Linked DNA regions of Podarcis muralis: region 1 is linked to region 2. A link is a contact called in public Hi-C data. All regions are on one chromosome and are shown on one strand. Each heading gives the region's core, a stretch centred on a gene start, on an enhancer-like site or on the middle of the called end of the contact. The rest is flanking DNA. Distances are from core to core; before and after follow the strand shown.

Region 1 (4,225 bases), core at 1,589-4,088, 180 kb before region 2:
TTGAAAGCAAGTTCCATAGTTTAAATATATGCTGTGTAAATAAGGATTTCCTTTTCTCCATCCTGAATCTTCCAGCATCCACTTTCATTGACTATCTCCCACTTGGACTACTGCAATGCACTCTATGTGGGGGAAACTACAACTAATCCAGAATGCGGCAGTTAGACTGGTAACTGGGAGCGGTCGCCCAGACCACATAACACAGGTCTTGAAAGACTTACATTGGCTCCCAGTACATTTCCGAGCACCATTCAAATTGTTGGTGCTGACCTTTAAAGCCCTAAACGGCCTTGGTCCAGTATATCTGAAGGAGCATCTCCACCCCCCTCGTTCTGCCCGGACACTGAGGTCCAGCGCCGAGGGCCTTCTGGCGGTTCCCTCACTGTGAGAAGCCAAGTTACAGGGATTCAGGCAGAGGGCCTTCTCGGTAGTGGCACCTGCACTGTGGAACATCCTCCCACCAGATGTCAAAGAGAACAACAACCACCAAACTTTTAGAAAACATCTGAAGGCAGCCCTGTTTAGGGAAGCTTCTAATGTTTGATGCATTACTGTATATAATTATTTTGTTGGAAACCGCCCAGAGTGGCTGGGGAAGCCCAGTCAGATGGGCGGGGTATAAATAATAATAATAATAATAATAATTATTATTATTATTATTATTATTATTATTTCCACAAGTTCTAGACTTTCACTTTCTCTATGCCTTGCATAATTTTATAAACTCCCTATCATGCTCCTCTTACTCACTTTTTCTCCAAACTAAAAAGTCCAAAATGCTGCAATGTTTCCTCATTAGAGAGTCGCTCTGTCCCCTTGATCATTTTGATTGCCCTTTCTGAACATTTCCTATAAGTTTCCTATTTTTGCTGCACTGTAGTGCCAACAGATGACAATAATGCAACCGCAAAAGGGAAGCCTTGCAGAACAGCCAATCGAGCAGAATAAACCTACCACTAATGCAAGATTATCGTGTCTATTACACGTCACACAAAACACCGACCATAAAACACCAGTCCGGAAGGGTCCCTAAATTGTGAGACAGCTAATTATTATTTTCATGGGCCAGTAAACTTCTGTCAGCTGGCTTGTGTGATCCACCTGACACGATTGCATTGGGTAATGGAGGAGAAATTAATCCCTTCCACAGGATGCTTTTGAAACCACAGCAATAAGTTTCATCACTGTGCCAGTTTTATTCTTGAAGTGAATGGGGAAGCAAAATGTGACCTTGAAAAATGGTAAAAGTGTTTGCTGCAATGGCGGTCCCAGAGACAATTTTCTCTGTGGTAGCAGCCCCCAATTTGCGGGACTCTCTCCCTACAGAGGTATATCTAAGAACCTTCATTGTATGACTTTCACCATACGCAGAACATACACCTCTTTTTGCCTCAGCCTTTGACAGTTAAGGGCTTCTGTTTTGAGGAACTCACCCCTTTTGCACAATTTACACACTACCGTTCCATTTGGAACGGTTTTATTTGTTTAATTTTCATTCATTCATTTATTTGCATTTATATCCCACCTTTTTCTCCAGGGAGCTCCAAAGTGATGTATATGGTTCTCCCCGTCCTCATTTAATCCTCACAATAACCCTGTGAGGTAGGTTAGGCTGAGAAGCCGTGACTGGCCAAGATCACACATAGGGAGTGAGCTTCATGGGAGAGTGGGGATTCGAACCCTGGTCTCCCAGATCTTAGCCGGACACTATAACCACACTGTCACTCATTTCATTTTATCCTCATAATATTATCATCTGTTTTTATAACTGTGTATTTTAAACCACCCTGGGACCTTATTGTGAAAGGTTAATAAGAAATCTTATAAATAATTTTAAGACAATAGAATTAATTGATTAGCCCCATCATAACCCCAACAGGTACCAAGTACTGTTTATTTTCTAAACCACCCTGATATCTTTGGATGAAGGGTGGTACTGTATATAAATTTTAACAACAAAAACAGTCCCTTTTCTCACTCTGATGCTGTGCCTTCTATCTACTTTCTGGGAGTATACCGTAAACCTCCATAAATAGGCAGGGCGCTTAAGATTCTTCTCAGTTTGTGCTCATACAAGCATTTTTCTTTGTACAGTATTGGGGGCCAGCTGAGTCTGTGCCCCCACCAATCTACCCTCTATAGAGAGGGGGGTGCATAACCCCCTATAAATCATGGGGGCAACCAGCTTTCTCCAAGTTAGTTGTCCCACCCAGATGTTCTATGAATATGTGACCAAACAAAAACACAACTGAAGGATGAGGGTGTCCCTTTGAGACAGGCGTCTCCAACCTGGTGCCCTCCGGGGGCTGATGGGAGTTGTAGTCCAACCGTATCTGGAAGGCGCAAGGTTGGCGAAGACTGATGTAAGAAGACCACCATGGCCAGAGTTTTATTGACTGCGCCGCTACCCCCGAGATTGCAATCCCCGCGCCGGGTGGCCCACATCGTGGATCCTCCCGATCCATCCACCCACCGATCCCGGGGACGTGGAGGGGAAATCAGTTCCCCGCTTGCCGGCGCCTGCCGCGGGTAGTGAGTGGGGTAGAGATTCTGCGGGCTAGGTCCAGCCCCGCGCAGGGTGGATTCGTTCCTTCCCCGTGGGATGATTTCCCCTTACCGGGTTCGAAGTGGTCCTGATAGATCTCGCCTCCTCTAAAGACGCAGAAGGACATGGCAGCGATCGCTCTCTCCCGGCCCCTGACGCCGCTCCGGCCGGTTCCCGGTTATATAAGCGGCCGCCCTCCGTCCCTCCTCCTCCTGGCTCTGTGTGCTCCGTCCGTCGCCTGCAGTTCCAGCGGGAGCGGCGCCAGGGGGCGCTGCCGGGCAACACTCCGCCGCCCGCGGAAGCCGAGCGCGCAACGTTAGCCCACGCGCGAAGAGGCAAACGGGGGGGGGGGGGGCGCTCAGAGGAATCCCGGAAGAGCTGGCGTAGGATCAGGCACAGATTAACTGCCTTCCTGGAGCAAGTCAAAACGGGCCTCTTTAGTTCCGGTTTCCGTTCTCTCTAGTGGTCGACCAGATGCAGGGGGCAGTTGTGTCCTTTTGTGGGGGGTGGCGTCCAGGGCCCCAGTCACCAGAAGGAGTAAGAACCCCTCAAACACACACACACACACACACACACACACACACAATGAAACAGGGCTGGCAATGCCACATTTTGAAGGAAGGATGTGATCTGTGGTGGGGCCACCACTTTCAAAGCCCTGCTGGCCCACACTGATCTCTCTCTCTCTCTCTCTCTCTCTCTTTTTGTAAGGGGCAGCCACAGACATTTTGGAGGTGGAGCACTGAATGACCCATAAAGGTAAAGGGACCTTTGACCATTAGGTCCAGTCGCGGACAACTCTGGGGTTGCGGCGCTCATCTCACTTTATTGGCCGAGGGAGCCAGCGTACAGCTTCCAGGTCATGTGGCCAGCATGACTAAGCCGCTTCTGGCGAACCAGAGCAGCCCACAGAAACGCTGTTTACCTTCCTGCCGGAGCGGTACCTATTTATCTACTTGCACTTTCGAACTGCTAGGTTGGCAGCAACAGGGACCGAGCAACGGGAGCTCACCCCGTTGCGGGGATTCAAACTGCCGACCTTCTGATTGGCAAGCCATAGGCTCTGTGGTTTAACCCACAGGGCCTTACCCTCTCCCTAAAGCAAGGTGAGAAGCTTAAGGCCCCCAGGGACTCTCCATCTGGCCCCCAGGACTCTCCCCAGTTATCTCCTGCTTATCACAAGGTTTGTGTTTGGCTACATAGTGTGAGAAACTATGGAACTTGCTCCTGCAGAAGAAAGTGAAGGTCTCCAACTTGAATGGTTTTAAAATACTGTAGGAGGTTATAGATGGTGACTACCTATGATGACTATGCTCTGCCTCCAGTGTTAGAGACAGCAGTGCTTCTGAATACCAGTTGCTGGAAACCACAGGAGGGGAGGGTTTTTCTTGTCCTTAGGTCCCACTTGCAGGTTTCTCTTTTGGGGCATCTGGTTGGCCACTGTGAGAACAGGATGCCACTGGCTTGATCCAGCAGGTTCTTCTTATGTAAAGTAAAGAAGAAAAGGTAAGTAAAACTGCTCTAGTTTTTGCACCCTAGAACAGCAGCAGCAGCAGCAACTGAAAACTTTGCAAGGGGTCCCTATTTCCACAGTTTCTCGTTTTCCCAAGGACAGAATTGCCAAGAGGAGAATGCTCATGGCTTGTCCTGAACTGACCCCCACCTCATTGCAAGAGGAGG
Region 2 (4,364 bases), core at 1,856-4,355:
AGAGCAGGGTTGGGGAGCTTGTGGTCTCCCAGGTGTTGTTGGACCCTGCCATAGGCCCCACCCAGCATAGCCAATGATTAGAAAAGTCTATGGCTTTCCCACTTTTGCACTAGAGCAGCCATTGCCCACCCAGAACCCTCCAGACTAAAGGTCTATCCCATTTTAGTGTTCAGACTCTGAACAAATATTCAGCTCCATAGGGAGACTGCTGGTTCCCAAAGGCTAACTGCACTTTTAAGACACATTGTTAAGTACATAACCAATACTGAATTTTATTAATCAAGATGTGACACCTGATACTAATGAGGTCTATTCCTCATTGGTAGCATTCAGGGGAGCACTGAAGTAACAGGATCAGTAACAACAGTGAGGCACAGCAATGGTCAGGGAGCAATAGCAGAATGTACACACTGAATCTCTTCTGTCTCACAATTTTGCCAGATGAGCAGAGAGAAGCCTCAAAACATACAACACTCAGGCAGCCTGGATTCTCTGAATGTAACCTGGCAAGAAAGGGGAGCGGCAAGGAGCAAAGGGATGACTGGAAATTTGTTAAAATTGGGCTAGTAGAACTACCCATTAGAGCAGGAAGAGCAAAGGTTGTGCCCTCCAGGTGTAGTTGGACCATCCTCTTTTTGTAAGAAAATAAACATATTTTTAATTGATTTTCAAGAAAAAGAACATGTAAACATATCCCCTCCCACAACAGATCTCCAATCACCATTGACAATTTGCCGTGCTGATCAATGAGGAAATTTAGTCCAGCAACTTCTGGAGGTCATAATGTTGGCTAACCCTGCATTAGAAGCTTCAGGTACTGGCGAGTGGAAGCTAAGAAAATGGTGTCAAGCCAGTTTTAGCAGAATTCCAGGAAACTGTACAAAGATTTAGAACCAGATGGACCACAATGATACAGTGGTACCTCGGGTTAAGAACTTAATTTGTTCTGGAGGTCCGTTCTTAACCTGAAACTGTTCTTAACGTGAGTTCCACTTTAGCTAATGGGGCCTCCCACTCCTGCTGTGCCACCACCACATGATTTCTGTTCTCATCCGGAAGCAAAGTTCTTAACCTGAGGTACTATTTCTGGGTTAGTGGGGTCTGTAACCTGAAGCGTCTGTAACCCAAGGTACCACTGTACTTGATCTTAGCCAACAGGCCGAGAAGCGATGGTAACACACTAGTACTACCCAGCACAAAACACCACAACATCCATCAAAGTATGAACTGTCCATTAGAGAGCGTAAGTAGGGACAAAGCTCAGCTAAATTGCATGAATCCTACAGAAGTGGAGCTTTAAGTAGTGTTGAAAGCCCAGAGAATGGCAGAGAAATACTGGAGACCACCTGAGAACCAGATATAAGCTTTCTTTGAGGGATGGCTACGCAGGCACAAGCATAGTAATTCAAAGTCAAGGATATGTAGATACCCAAGGCCAGCCTCAGGGTTGAATGTAACTCTCTCTATTAAAAACTCCTCTATCAGTTGGCAAGGAGTAGACAATATGTCTCCATAGCCTTCTGTGGCCTGGACACATTAAATCCCCAAATTATGATGTTAGCAGCACCAAAAGAATGAGAAGCCAAACTGGCTTTACTGCAAAGTGAGGCTTGTCTTGAATTAGGAGGTGTTAAATAAGCAAAAAGGGTGAGTCTGCAACTCCACCCCTGTGTGTATACATGTTTGTTATACATCTCATGCAGAGCTCACAAGTACTGTTTCCTATTCTGTTGAAATAACTGACCTTCATAGCTTCTCCTTCCAAAACAATAAAAGGAAAATACTTTGTGGAGGTCACAAGGTTCTGACAAGAACATGCTGTTATGTACAGTATTCCAAACCAGAGGACTGCACAAGATAGTATGAACATTTAAACAGAAGAGATGTGTAAGTGACTGGCCACCAAGTTACAGATTTCAGCAGCTGTCCATGCACTTCAAACTCATCCCATACACAGAAGGGGCTTGGCTCAACAAATACTCTTTGGTAGGTTAAGAGGTGGCAACCCTTTGGAGCATAAATGGATCAGCAAGTCCCACAGAACAGATCCCTCACATAAACAGCCTGCTGTTCATCATCTAAGACACTGATACTCAGAGGTTGACTGTCTCTGAGCTTGGAGGTTTCATCAACCTATTATGGTTAACAGCTAAGAACATAAGAGGCCTGCTGGATCAGACCAAAGAGCCTTCTCCCACTGTTGATCCCCAGCAACTGATAATAATAATAATAATAATAATAATACTTTTTCAAATAAAGCAGGTAACACTAACAAAAGTCCACTGCTCATTTTTTCACTTTGGTGATAAACAACATTAGCCACACTCAGACCAGGCCCAATAAAATTGGTAGGCCTAATTACTAATACTGCCCATTGATTTTGTGGGGTCTGTTCGCAATAATGATGGACGGATTTCACCCCCACCCGTAATGTCAGATCCTGGGATGTACCAAACTAAGTTCTACACTGGGCAGACCCAGTGAAACCAATGAATCAGTTACTTATGTCCATTAATTTAAATGAGTCTACTCTGGGTATGACTAATGCTGGACGCGATCCTGTGTGTGTGTGTGTGTGTGTGTGTGTGTGTGTGAGAGAGAGAGAGAGAGAGTGTGTATTCTACACTTATAATACACTCAATAGTACAAAACTGAAGCAACGAATGCCTAGAATATTTTCCCCTTTTAGAGGTATCTCAGAAGCACTTGCCATCCGTAGTGGCCTGTATGGATATATAGTATTATTTGTCTTTTATGTAACCTGCCTTGGGCCCCTTGGGCGGGGGTCGGGGCAAGGCAGGTAACAGATACAAGAAGTAAAACTGAAAGCCAGAGCCGGCCGCGGCCCTCCGAAGAACAGGGAGCTTGCATCCCTGCCTCCCTCCCTCCCGGTACCGGCTCCCCGGCCGCGCTCACCTGGGCGAGCTCCTCCCGGCAGACGGCGCAGTAGCGCACCCCGCAGAGCGCCCGCATCCGCACGGAGCAGCGGTAGCAGATGGGGTGCTCGCACCGGCCCAGCGCCACCACCTCCAGCTCTCCGCAACACAGCACGCAGCTGCTGGGTGTCTCCGAGCCGCGCGGCTCCGGCCGAGGCGAAGCCGCCATGGCGTTCCCTCGCCGTCCTTTCGGCTGCCTGCCTGCCTGGCCGGCCACGCCGCCCCTGCGGCCTACTAGGCCCGGAGCGCAGCCTAGCAACCGCCCCCCTCGCCCGCACAGAGACGTCGGCCTAGAGCGTCGGCTGCAGTGCCGCCTATCAGCGAGCGAACGAGCGCGCACGCACGCTTTCACGTCACCGCCGAGATCTTTGGACGAAAAACGCCGCCGCCGCCGCCTGGGTCGCATAGACTTAATGTGTAGACTGACACACAGGGAGCAACTCCCAGGTTTCTAAGTTTATCTTCCCCGCTTCCCTTTTTCCCGGGGGGAGGGGGCCGGAACTGCGAGCTTCCCATAGGAACCAATGGATAAAACGTTTCAGCACAGGTGCAACTGGACAGCGGCTTGTGTTTCGTCCTCCCACCACCAGTAACTAACATAGCTGCCAACGTTTCCCTTTTTAAAAAGGAAATTCCCTTATTCCGAATAGGATTCCTCGCAAGAAAAGGGAAAAGTTGACAGCTATGGTAACTAATAAGACTGGAGCGGATGCTCTTCTTTCTAATTCCTTCTGGAAATTTTCTAATTCGGGCCTTGAAAACACATGCACAAAAGGCTCGTTCTGCGCTTATTTACATAAATATTTATTTTTGTCAGGTCTTTGGTCAAAAGAAGCTGCCAGAGTCCCTGCTCTCAGGTATATGCTCTTAAAAAGACGCGGCACAAAAGAAAAACTGATTGGGAGGAAGGAGGAGAAACATAAATCTCAGGTACAAGTCCTTAGTTGCAATTTATTCTAATGAGTAGCTGGGGTGGAACAGTTCAAGGAGAGGCGGGGTCCCCAAATTGCTGGCCTTTCAGCTGCCTCTATGGGACCACCCTGCATCCCTTCTCTTCTCTCCTTCCAGCTGATGGAAGGAGCTTGCATAGTTACCTCCCTGAGCTCACTGGTTTTCAGCTAGGGCTCCAGCGGGAAATGTTATTAGACTGCCCTTTGCTGCAAGCTGGGAGTTTTGCTGCGGAGGCGGGAGACGGACCTGGGCTGGAAACCCAAACCAGATTCAGTAGTGGAACAAATTTAAAAACAGAAAACAAGAAAGACCCCGAGGGGAGGGGGAATAAAAAATTGCAAGAATAAAATGTGGTCCCAAGCCTGCACTGCGGGGTTCCCCCCAAGCAGCAAAATGGGGATAACGCACAATATTGGTATTTGCATTTGAACTGGTTAGCAGCTCGTTTTAAAAATTAAGGCCTACACCCATCTTGGC

What was found. A called contact is a pair of places that touch in the nucleus more often than the background predicts.
Region 1: a contact with region 2 is called in a Hi-C map of blood, with 4 times the contacts expected there. The contact joins the promoter of MSRB1 here to the promoter of ZNF598 in region 2. A contact is called at or near these places in 2 of 3 Hi-C or Micro-C datasets (blood and tail).

The regions. Positions count from the first base shown.
Region 1 is chr14:32,789,235-32,793,459 of rPodMur119.hap1.1, reverse strand. MSRB1 (methionine sulfoxide reductase B1) reads right to left here and starts at 2,838. Exons shown (of 4, transcript XM_028707281.2): 1 at 2,618-2,838. The coding sequence starts at 2,672.
Region 2 is chr14:32,604,862-32,609,225 of rPodMur119.hap1.1, reverse strand. It overlaps ZNF598 (zinc finger protein 598, E3 ubiquitin ligase), which reads right to left and starts at 3,105. Exons shown (of 12, transcript XM_028705493.2): 1 at 2,917-3,105. The coding sequence starts at 3,105. It overlaps LOC144325536 (a long non-coding RNA gene), which reads left to right and starts at 3,246. Exons shown (of 4, transcript XR_013390720.1): 1 at 3,246-3,623; 2 at 3,754-3,866.